Linked DNA regions of Gossypium hirsutum: region 1 is linked to region 2. The links are chromatin contacts, called in public Hi-C maps. All regions are on one chromosome and are shown on one strand. Each heading gives the region's core, a stretch centred on a gene start, on an enhancer-like site or on the middle of the called end of the contact. The rest is flanking DNA. Distances are from core to core; before and after follow the strand shown.

What was found. A called contact is a pair of places that touch in the nucleus more often than the background predicts.
Region 1: a contact with region 2 is called in a Hi-C map of leaf, with 2.8 times the contacts expected there. The contact joins the enhancer-like site here to the promoter of LOC107952802 in region 2. A contact is called at or near these places in 8 of 34 Hi-C or Micro-C datasets (callus, fibers, hypocotyl and 1 more).

What each region holds. Positions count from the first base shown.
Region 1 is chrA07:64,917,562-64,924,291 of Gossypium_hirsutum_v2.1, forward strand. LOC121231922 (a long non-coding RNA gene) reads right to left here. Exons shown (of 2, transcript XR_005930082.1): 1 at 2,930-6,730; 2 at 438-663. Among protein-coding and RNA genes, the nearest start is that of LOC121231922, 4.2 kb to the right of the region's middle. Within about 2 kb of position 2,765, at least 9 of the 9 cell types and tissues checked have an H3K27ac peak or open chromatin away from gene starts, as enhancers often do. A contact at or near this core is called in fibers, hypocotyl and leaf, where this site is marked.
Region 2 is chrA07:64,614,394-64,620,544 of Gossypium_hirsutum_v2.1, forward strand. LOC107952802 (N-acetyltransferase 9-like protein) reads right to left here and starts at 3,962. Exons shown (of 6, transcript XM_016887981.2): 1 at 3,338-3,962; 2 at 3,163-3,234; 3 at 2,963-3,050; 4 at 2,031-2,163; 5 at 1,778-1,816; 6 at 1,350-1,625. The coding sequence starts at 3,512. The coding sequence ends at 1,545. TRNAL-CAG (transfer RNA leucine (anticodon CAG)) reads right to left here and starts at 4,039; the gene lies at 3,959-4,039.

The sequences.
Region 1 (6,730 bases), core at 1,515-4,014, 300 kb after region 2:
TAAGAACTAGATTTTATTTAGATTTATTTGTCACACCATTTTTAGGTAAAACTTAATTTTCATTTTAGCATTAAACAAATTTAGTTATTCTTGTTCATTTGGAAATGAAAATTTTAATCTTGATCATGAATGGATTTAATTACAATATATTTTACGAGAGTTGTCATAGTTCTATGTTAACATTACTGATGAGCAAAATTATTTAGAATAATTTTTGGTTAAATGGTAGACTTTTAAGATCATAAGGTGATGGTAACATACCATTATAAGGTGATAAATATATACATATAGTCCAATTGGGAGATTATTAGATTTTTTTAATGTAGTTGTAACACCCCATACTTGACCCAATTGTCGAGTCCGAGTTACGGGATGCCACATTTGTTGCCAGAGCAACTACGAATCCATTTACCCTTTTATATGTGCCGCTAACCACATTACGCAATCACAATTTGTTTTTCAATCAAATTTAAGTCTTATATGAGATTATGAAAGCTCTTTTGATAACCCGAGGTCGAATTAGGACCAAAATGTAAAGTTTGCAATTTATCAGGTTGACGTTGCGACTTCAAGGGTTCCTCATCGTGATGCAACTCATTGACTTGATCTCGTCACGGTAATAGCTCGATGTGATCGTTTGTTTTCAAATGGTCCGAATGGTACCTATTCAAATCACCCATTTAGTTCAAAATGTATATCAATTCAACCATTTTAGTATTCTAATTATTTCCATATGCTCAATTTTATTCTCTTGCATCATAAATTCCTATACATTATACATTCAACATATCAAAATTTATCCATTTCAACCATCTAATCGTTTCAACCTATTTATGTCATGAACATATATATATATATCATTAACAAGTTATGAATTTGACTCCAACACATTGGCAATTCAACATTCACCACAACCATTTAAATACAAATTAAACTCAAAATTTAGGTACATGTCATATATCAAAATAAAAGGAATTATACAAACATTGTTGATTCAAGAACTTTTGATTGGATGTTGTATCACGTTTCAAAATCTTGATATCTACTAAAAACTACGCACGGAAAGAAACAATCGTACGTTGAGCGGGAAATCTCAATGGTCCTTTCATGATTCAAATCAATGCAACATTAGCATTAGCAAATGAACACAATGAATTCAAGTTCAATATTTAACCAATTCACACTCCATCATGCCAAGAGTTTCTATTATCATATATAGACATATAACAATTTTTCATACCAATTCATTGAACATCTGCAATAAATTCACCATATCATACCATTCAACAAATTCCAATCTATTTACCATTCATTACATAACCACTTAAAACATTCAATACAATAAGGAAAGACATGAGTGCTCTCTATGAAAACACTGTTTCTGAAAAATCCATTATGTAGGAGTTGATTCCTAAGAAGGTTAAATTCAGAGGAAAAAAAGATGATACTACTAATAACATGATGATTGATTTGTCTCTGGAAAAACCTATCTCGTGGAGGGACATGCTCGTCGGCCAATTGTCAAAGGATACATTCAATGGATCAGAAGGAAAAAATGATCTTGATATCTTGGATGGGGATATTCAGAAATCAGTTGTCAATGGGGTGCCTTCCATTTCTTTCTCAGACAAGATTCACAAAATCCTCATTCAAGGTATGAAGAACATCGTGATTTTAAAACTTCTTGGTCGTAACATTGGATTCTCGGTTTTGTAGAATAAATTATGCAACATGTGGAGACCATCAACACATTTACATATGATGGACATTGAAAATGGATATTTCCTGGTGAAATTTTAGAATAAGCTGGATTGTGAAAAGACATTATCTGAAGGACCGTGGATCATTTTTTGTCAATATTTTGACTGTTCAGCCTTGGACGTTAACCTTTGATCCCACACAGGCTTACCTAATGGCATAGATCAGATTTCCTAGTTTACCTGGATATTTATACAATTATAAAATTATTACTAAAATAGGGGAAATGGTTGGAAAAAGTGGTTAAATTGGATATGAACACGGATAGCAGGGCTAGGGGGTGCTTTGCTAGAATGGTTGTTTACGTTGATATGGAAAAGCCTTTGGTGTCATGTATTCCGATTAATGGTCATAAACAGAATGTAGAATACGAGTCTCTATCAACAATTTTCTTCCACTATGGAAGGTACAGACATGTGGAAAATTCTTGTTCTTTTAGAAATTCTAGAACTACCAGTGAAAAGGAGAACGCCATGTCTGTTTTATCATTAGAGCTTCAAAACACAGCCGGAGATGGTTTGGAGAAAAAGGACAGAAATTTCAGACCTTGGATGATCGTTGAAAGGAATTAAGGCGAAAAATTAGAGAAAATGTGCCAATTTCCTTAGATAATCAAAAGGCTAGAAAAGAAGGATCTCGGTTCAGAATCCTTAATAATAGCGATACGCACAAAGAGGATTATAAGGGAGATTTGCCTGATTCTAGGCACTACAAAGAGAAAGAAGCTATGTATGGTAATTTCCTTGAGAACAATACTGCTCCTCACTTCAATGGTTGCATAGAAAAGGAAAAAATCATTAATAATAGTAATTTAAAGTAGGTAGGTTCGATGGAGGCTGGTGGCTCGTTCATTAGAGAGAATATTGGACTTAATGTGGAGCCCAATCTGCCTATTATTAGGCTGAAAAAAATTCACAGGTTTTTAAGGAGACGGTTAACGGATTGGGCCTTGGAAATACTCCAATTGGGCAGGCCCAGGGTCTATTGGATCAAGCTGATCCAAATTCAGCAGCCCAACAAAGTACTGATGCTGCTGGAAGGGATAGGTGGTTTTCAGCTGAGGCAGGTTTGTTAATAGAACCTGGCGCTGATTTGAGTCTCCGACTTGAAGGTAAAGGTTTATCTATTCGGCCAGATTCGAAGGACGCAGGGCGAGACAGAAGTGGCGTACCTTTGGATGTTGGAAATCTTGATTCCGGCAAATATTCGAAAGTTGCTTTCCATGAAAGCACTCACGCCAAGGAAAGTAACAGTCTTCCCTCTTCTAAGATTCTGAATTCTTCTCCGGCAAATCCTTCTGGTTCAGATAAGGTGCTTAGAAATAGAGGTAGAGGAGCTGCTAAAAAACATGCCAAATTTTTTTATGGCAACAATATCCATTTCAAAACTTCGGGAATCCAGAGACTGTACCTAAAGGATTCGATGGAGCAACTTGTCGAGAGTATTTCGGCTCTTTCAAAATCTAATCTTGGTAATGAAATAGAAATTGAGCTTGGGTGGAAAAAGAGAGAGCTAATGTCCCTGAACAGTAAGGTTTTTTTGATGGATTTTTTTATTTTATTTTGGTATTTTATATATCTTTTTATATTAGAATTGGGGATTTGTTTACTTTACTTTTTTTCTTTTTTTTCTTATATTATATCAAATTTTTTATGGCTTTAAATCTAAAAATTTTCTCCTGGAACTATCAAGGGGGCGCTAGTAGAAATTTTTTACGAACTTTTCGGGAATACAACGCGGACTACAGGCCTGACATTGTTTGCTTGGTGGAACCGAGAGTGAGTAGTAAAAAGGCTAATTTTATTATTGATAAATTGGGTTTTAACTACTCACATCGGGTTGAAGCTGTTGGTTTTTTAGGAGGCATATGGGTTAGATTGAAGGGCTTTATCCAAGTCCATATTATTCATAATCATCCGTAATTTATCTTCTTACATGTTGATAATCTTAGTCCTAATAATTTGTTCTACATTTCTTTTGCTTATGTCAGTCCAAATAGGTCTAAACGAAAGCTTCTTTGGGAAGGCTTAAGATCTGTTATCCCTAATCATTCTTTTCCTTGGTTAATTATGGGAGATTTTAATGCTATTTTATCTCTTTCAGATAAAAAAAGCACTATCTTCGTAGGTAAGCGTTGCAATTTATTTGGTAATTTTGTTGACTCTTATGTACTACAGGATTTGGGGTATAGTGGGCCATCCTTCACTTGGAAAAGAGGTGGTACTTTTGTCAGACTTGATTAGGCCTTAGCTAATGATGCTTGGGTTTCTGTTTTTTTGTAGTACACAGTCCATCACCTCACTCGTATTAAGTCTGACCATAGGCCCCTCTTGCTATCTACTAGGACAGACCTTAGCATATCACAAGGCAAACTTTTCAGATTTTTAGCAAGATGGACGAAGCATAATGATTTCCCGAACCTTATCAGAGAAATGTGGAATTCTGTAGGTAATATGGCTTAATCTTTAAATAATTTTACCTTTTTTTGCTAAAGATTGGAACAGGAACATTTATGGCTTTTTGGGTACTCGTAAGCGGAATTTAATGAGATCGCTCAAAAATATTCAAAGAGCCTTAGATCACTCTTTATCTACTCATTTAGTCAAAAAAGAATTGGATATTCGAGATGAATTGGAAAATGTTTTTGATCATGAAGATTTGCTTTGGAGAAAAAAGGCTTGATGCCATTAGCTTCAATTGGGAGACCGGAATACAAAATCCTTTCATAGTCATACGTTGAGGAGAAAGAAATTCAATCGTATCACAACCTTATGTATTAATAATGGGGAATGGTGTTCAGATCATGACATTCTGCAATTTAAGGTGATGGAATTTTTCGAAAGACTTTACGGAGAGGCCTCCCCTATCTTGAGAGATATTCCAAATGTCGGCTTTCCTAGCTTTAATGCCTCTGAGTCTACTTTTTTTTAGGCTACTATCACTAATGAGGAGATTAAAAGGGCATTGTTTAACATGGCTCCCTTGAAAGCTCCTAGAAGTGATGGGTTCCAAGCTCACTTCTTTCAAAGTCAGTGAGATATCCTCGGAAATGATGTGTGTCAGTGGGTTAAAGATGTCTTTGATGGTAGATCGATTGAGCTAGATTTGAATAATAAGTTGATTGTGCTTATTCCTAAAAAAGAAAACCCTAAGGACTTTAGTCATTTTAGACCCATTATTTTATGTTCTTTTCTTTACAAGTTTGTAATGAAGGTGATTGCAAATCTGTTCAAGGTGATTTTTCCTAAGCTGATCTCCCAAGAACAAGCTGGTTTCATAGCTGGGCGAAACATTTCTGATAACATTATTTTAGCTCAAGAAGTCATCCATTCTATGAGGTGCAATCGAAAAGGGAGGAAATGGATGGCTATTAAGCTGGATTTGGAGAAGGCCTATACCAGAGTTAGTTGAGAGTTTATAAATGCTTCTTTGGTTGCGGCTAGGATCCCTGTCTTCTTACGTAAAGTGATTATGACAGCTATTTCTTCTTATTCTATGCAAATTCTATGGAATGGAATACCTACTCTGAAGTTCAAACCTAATAGAGGAATTCATTAAGGATGTCCCTTATCGTCTTATCTATTTGTGCTTTGTATGGAATGTTTGGGTCATTTTATTCAGACATAGATAGAAACTAGAAACTGGGATCCAATTCGTCTTTCTTGTGCCGGTCTTTCTGTTTCCCATCTATACTTTGCTAATGATTTGGTGATCTTCTGCAAAGCTCAACTTGACCAAGCTCGATTATTGGATAACATTCTAACTTATTTTTGTGAGATCTCGGGTCATAAAATTAGTGTTAGAAAAAGCAACATTTTTTTTCCAAAAATACTGAAGCTGATGTCCGTATCAACTCAGTCAGCTCTTTGGATTTCAGGAAGTCCGGAATCTTAGCTCTTATTTAGGTGTTCCTCTTTTGCACGATAGGGTTACCAAGAGTGCTCTTAGCTTTATTAGGGACAAAGTGAGGAAAAAATTACAGAGTTGGGAGGCTAGGAAATTATCTATTGCTGGAAGAATCATTTTGGCTCAATTTGTACTCCTTTTTGTATCCAATTACTTCATTAAGTCCTTGATGATTCCGAAAGGTGTTATTGTTGACATCAAAAGATTAGTTAGATAGTTTATTTGGGGCTGTACTGATGGTCACCCTCGAATGTCTTTAGTAGGTTGGAGTTCTATTTGTCAACCGAGGGCTCGGGAAGGTCTTGGATTCAAGCATTTAAAAGATCAAACTTCATCATTCCTTATGAAGATTGGCTTTAATCTATTGTTTAAAAACAATGTGCTTTCTTCGTGCCAAATATGGTTGGAAAGATCAGTTTCTAGATCCTATTAATAGATCTTAGTGCTCATATTTATGGATGGCACTTTCCAAGATATGACAGCTTCTTCGTGAAAATCTAGCTTGGTCCATTGGTGATAGCACCAATGCTCGATGTTGGAAAGATCCTTGGATTCCAGGTACGGGCCCTTTAATTTCAAAAATACCTTCTTCTGCTAACCTTGATTTGGATTGTTGTGTTAGGGAGATGGTCAATTTCGATGGTAGCTGGAACTTGGAGTTGTTTTGTGTTTGGGTGACTGAAGATGTAATCAATAGAATCATTAGCATTCCTCCTCCACACCTAGACTCTGGATTGGATAGAGTGATATGGGCCCGGTCAGTGTCAAGAGTCTTCTCAGTTCGTAGTGCTTACTGTTCTTTGAAAGAAGAGTCTTGGAACCCTCAGGAGGAACATTGGAAGATCATATGGAAATACCCGGGTCCTCAGAGAGTAAGAGTCTTTCTTTGGCTAGCTTTCAAGCAAAAGCTCCTTACTAATTCAGAGCGAGCTAGACAAGGAATTAGTCAAATAAATTCCTGCATTCTATGTGGACATGATTTTGAGGACTTGTTGCATGTTCTTCGGGATTGTCCTTCAGTGAAAGATGTGTGGAGGCTTGTGGTTCCGAATCAACTAAAAAAAAG
Region 2 (6,151 bases), core at 2,712-5,211:
ATTAACCTTTTTTTATCTAATTACAAATTGAACCTTAATGACATTTATTAATTACACCAAATGTCATGCCACTATCATCCACTAACTCTCAAATGGGTTAATTACTACTTAAGGACCTTTACTTGTTCTATAGCTATTAGATACTTTTAGCTAATAGAACACAAGTTTTACGCTTTATGTGATTTAGTCCTTTTTACCAAATTAAGCATTCAAACAGTAAAATTTCTTTACGAAACTTTCGCACAGTAATTCTATCATACTGTAAACTTTAATAAAATAATAAAATAAATATTTTAACCTCAGATTTGTGGTCCCAAAATCACTGTTCTAATTTGACTAAAAACGGGCTGTTACAATGAAACTCGTTCTACGACTTGAAAATTCACTTGTTCACCAGCATTTGAAGAAGGATGTTATGGACTAACATTATTCCTTGAACTGACCTCAGTTTCTAGAGTCATAGAAAAACCACACCTAAAACCTAAAATGCACACAATTTAACAACAAACAACCACCTTTCACGACTGCAAATCAACTAGCTTTGATACCATATTCAAACTCACCAAAACAATAGCAAAGAAACAAAAATCGGACTACTTATTTTATTTCATCAGTTCTAGTAATCCAAAGGACCGAGCTATGGAATTTATACAAGAATTCTAATGCATTAGCTAAGCTTGAACAATATTAATAAGAAGCCTAATTGATCTTCTTAGCTCATCCACTAACTAACTGAAAAATAGTTACACAATTGCAAACTAATAGCTATCTACCTAACAGACAAACTGAAAAAATTACAAATATACCAACTAATAACTAACTAATATATCTTAATACTATTCAACATACTTCAATTACAAATTAGTGTTCTTACCTCATTTTTGAACAGATGTAGATCCAATCCAATGTGAATGTTGAGGATAATATATGTAAAATTAATAAGGTTAAAATAAGCTTCAAGTCTATATTTTTTTGTACATTTATAATTTAATCCCACTATTTTTATTTTTATGAATTAGTCCTTAAATTTTTTAGAATTTAAAATTCAAATCTAATTATTAGCACCATTAAATTTTTTCTATGAAATTAGTTGATATGATATTTGAAACAAGAAATATTTATTCCGATTTGAAAGAAGGATATTAATAAAGTTAACAAATTAGACTTGCATTTTAAATGAAAAAAAAAATAGAAAGGTTAAATTTTATTAAATAAAAATAAAGAGACTAAATTTTAAATGTACAAAAAATATAAGGATTTAATCTAACTAATCGAACCGGTACCATATTTTATATATTCAGACATTATACTAAAGAGTGGCAAAATCCTCGTGGATTGTCATTAATCAGTTAATGCTAAAGCCATTCATCATTGTTTATCATTATTGCAAATGTAAGTTTCCAGCATTGATCATCATCATAAACATCAAAACCCTTTTCCCAAAACAGGGAATCATCTACAATTCTAGTTTCTACAACTCACAGATACATGTATGATGACAGTTAATAAGTTTTAGGGGAAAATAAATTACGGCCTCCCGGAGGCTATGCATGTGTAACCACACTGCCCAACAACTGCAGAAGCTCCTCTTGCTTTTGCTCCGTCACCGCCAATTCCAATGTTACCTACCGGTCATGCATGAATGAAACAAAACAAAACAAAACAAAACAAGGGAACTTAAGAGATCACCCACTATCAGACTCAGCAACTACTATGTCGTAAGAAACCAGGGACGGGTGTGCCCTGAACACTTCTGATGGCATAAGGAAAATCTCACCTCCTTGAAGATTTCGCTATAAGAAGTCTCCTTGAAGCCCTACAACCGTAATGGCATGTCAAGAACAAGAATAAGACAAGTAAGCATTCATGCATCTACTGTATTGTATCTCTTAACCTCCATGCAAAAGCCTGGACATTAATCCTTCAAATGCCTTAGCATGAATGTGTCGAAAGTAGGAACAAGAAAAATAAGCTTTTTAAGAACATGAATGCAAGTATGAGTGTGTAAGGGGAGAGAGCAAAACAGAGACCAATTTCCGAAACAAACTAAGAGATGACCCATTTGATGCTCCAATTTTAGCACGGAAGACATGGATTCTGAAGTTTTGAACTGCATAGGCCATCATCATCAGGACAGACTCTTTCCCAAGGCCCTTACCACGGCTATTCTAGCATGAAAAATAAGAGAAGATTAAAAGGGAATCTAGATCAACTTTACAGTTTTGCTACATTGTTTTGTTTTCCTAGTAGATTTTATCACAGCAAAAACAAGGTCGTCAACTTTATCCTAAAAAATGCGACTAGAATAACACTCAACTTGAAATATCGAAACCAAGCCAGACACAAATATCAGAATGACCAAGCCACTTAAAGGAGAGTACATCTGAACAAGTAAGGAAAGCATATATGTGCCATGACACATAACAGCAAGAAATGAGAATCCAAATTGCCAGTTAACTTCTTCATCTGAGATGCATGTAAATTATTTGCCAATTGTCAACATCCATCATTTCATTATTCTTTTCTCCTCACAAGAGTTGTATTATCGAATCATCAAGTATCTAAGCATTCAATACAAACATCTTACGAAAACTGAGCGCTGGAGTCTACCAAGAACATAAAGGGACACAGTTGCTGTACACACACAATGACAACAAACCTATGAATAAGGCAATTACAGTCGGTATTCATCAGCATATGTTGTATACGATGGTGTAAAAGTTCTATTTACATTAAACCATTACTCAATTTCCACAGCACTCTTGCTCATAAATGATTAATCAGAATGAAAAGAAAAAAAAGAGAAAAGCAACAAACCCAACAAATTCTTAGAAAGAAAAGGAATCAAGTGCAAGAAATTCCATGTTGATGATTCAAAATGATTACACAAGTATGAAGGAAAGAGAGCGATGTCAGTTAAGAAATAGATTTTGTTGATTGTGAAGAAGTGCAAAGCAAGTACCTTTTTAGTTCAGCTATCATAATTTCAATCTCTGCTAATTGAGGGTCATCCAAATCATTCATGTAGATATTCACATCCCCGACCATGGCTGGATCATCGTTTACCATCAACTCCATATCAGTCCAAAACAATACGCTGAAGAAATCAAAGGGTTTCACTAAATTCTGTGCAATTAAGAAAAAGGTAGTAGATGAGGTGACCTTCCACATGAGGATTTCCATGAACAAACTTTTCCCCGACCATCTCCTTATCCAAAACAATGAAAGTTTTCTCTGTTGAAAACCAAGCTTAATCATTAAATTAAAGAAGAAGAAAACCCAATTGAGAAATTGGTATAAACAATCAGAAAAGGAAGTAAAAGAGAGAGAGAAGAACTGAGAGGGTCTTGGTTCCAGGAGAGCTGCATATCGTATTCCTGTTGGAGGGAGAGGGGCTCTGATCCGGTGGCTTGAAGGAGAGCAGGGTCTTGCATCCAGAGGTGGTACTTTGGGACATGTGCTTCCATGTATGGTACCATTATCACCTTCTGTCCTTCCAAGCTCACTCCCATGGCTACTGCTGGGTTGAGAGACCCTTGAAAGGCAAAAACCAAGAGGCTTTTTTCACTTTCCAGCTCCGGTATGGCTACTGTTGTTTTGTGGGGGGTTTAACTGCTAATTGCAACCGACATTAACATGGTTTCATATGGGTGTTTGGTTGAAACAAGGATCCCACTCATTGTGGTTGGAAGAACTTTGGGATTAGGATTGGCAGTTGCGGGCTCTTCAAACACTTGCTCCAAGTCTGACTATTTAGTTTGGCCCAACACTACACATAAATTCAGCAAGCATCAATATGATAAAAAATAGGAAGCCCCGTTTCTAATATGATAAAAAAGTGTAAAAATTTATTTTTGTCAAGAATGGGATTCGAACACATAAATTCAGCAAGCATCAATATGATAAAAAATAGGAAGCCCCGTTTCTAATATGATAAAAAAGTGTAAAAATTTATTTTTGTCAAGAATGGGATTCGAACCCATGCCCTTTCGGACTAGTACCTGAAACTAGCGCCTTAGACCAACTCGGCCATCTTGACTATTAACAGATGATTCTAAGAATCTTATTAAAAAATCAGAACAAGTCTTCTAATAAGATACTAATATGCTAATTCTAAAGTGATCAGTTAAAAATTCTAAAAACTCAAGTCAAACCAAAATGCTATTGTTAGTTTTGTAGTGTTTTTCAAAATAACTAATTCATGCTAAAAAAAGCTTGAGTTGAAAAAATTTTCTTTCAAATTTTCACCTTCATTAATGTTTTTCCCTTTTTTCCCTCTTAAACCAACAAATTCTCCTTAAAAGCTTCAAGAACTTGGTAAGATCACTCCAACCTTACTTATCTTAACCTTGATTTTTTATTGTTCCATGGTCCTTCATTGTAATAGGGATAGGACTTCATTTTGTTGATATAAGTGATCAATTGCTCATTGTTTTAATTGAATTTTAGCTTTGTATTGCTGCAGAAAAAATAAACTCCAGTTAGTGTTATGGAAGAAAGAAGATGATATGAGACCAGAGAAGGAAAGAAGAAAAAAGGTAGAGTTTTTCCTTTAATAATTTCATTTCATAAAGCTTATTTTCACATATAGTCACGCATAAATAGTGAGGTCTATAACTACAAATTACATAAACCAATAACCAACAACTATGACCTAAGCTTAACAAATTTCCTATACAGCTACTTTGTATTATGCCAGCTCAACATTCCAGTTGCGTCCTTCATTCTTCAATAATTTGTCTCTTGGTGCATGTGAATTTGAGTAGTAATCCCCTTTGCCTAACTCCTTGGTTCATTGTTATGGTCTTGGATTGTCCTACATTGTTTCCCCTTTTAGTTATTCTCTTGTCCAATATGACAACTAGGTACACAAGGGGTTGCCCATCACCAGCAACCTAGAGTTTTTTTTTTTTTCTTTTTTAGGAGATAACATAAAACACATTATGGATTTTAGCACTATTTGGTAATTTGAGCTTATAAACTATTGACCCCACTTTGGTAATTATAGAATAAGGGCAAAAGCACTTGAAAGAAAGCTTAAGCTGCTTCTTAAAAGCTAGTGTAGTTTGCTTGTAAGGTTGGATCTTCAAATAGACTTTTTCTCCCACCTCAATAATACAAATAAAAGAAAAACTTTCATTAAAGATTGAAATGTAGTAGGGCATCAATAAGGCCAAAAGGCATTAGTAAGCTAATTTAACAACTCTTCCAATTTTTTTTATTGTTAAGTTATTCAATTGTATATATTAAAAAACTGTGAAAGTTTATTGGGTTTCAAGTCTTAACTACACTAGTTGAGAATCTAGTTTAAGGGTTGCGGTTATAACTTTTGGGAGGGGTAGATTGATCTTTAGGTTTTTAAAATATATCTGGCTATGTAATTAATAATGTGTTGCATTTAAAAAATACAAAGGTGAGGAGTGTTTGTATTACTATAAATAGAGGTGGTTTCTTCACCTTTTAATTATCCTAAAATTTGTAATTTTTTTTGGTAGTGTTAGAGGATATATGCATAATTTGTTGAATCTCATCAAATTAATTTGTAGGAATATTCTATTTAAGAACTTGAGTTTTAAATGAGACTATTTGTGACTCTTCCAATTTTGTTAAAAATTAAACCTCGTATGATTTTCTGTTATAATAATTTTCTCTTTTACTCAACATAGTAATTGTAACTCTTCAACATGTAGCTTATATATAATTTCATTCAAAATTTTCTTGGTACTCCTCCACCATAACCTTCTGAAATAATGTGTTAAATTCTTTTATAATATCCAAACATGTCCTATTACAAAATCATAAATCTTTTATAAGCTCAGATCAAACTACATCAAGTTTTTGCATAATATAGTCATCAAAGTAGATTTAAACTTTCCTTATCAAATACATGGTAATAATCTCTAAGTTTTTGTAAACCCTACATTTTTCTTAAAAACTCTTGTAATTGATACTTGAGATCAATTGCCATATTTGAAAAATTTTAGACATAAGCATACAACTTCAGAAAACATAAACATATTTATATCAAACAAACCCAAACTCGTATTTAACACGACATCGCCATCATGTTCTTAGAACAAGAACAAATAAACTGGAAAATGTGGACTCGTATTCACTTGTGTAATATGATTTCTAGTTTTGGACCAGACAA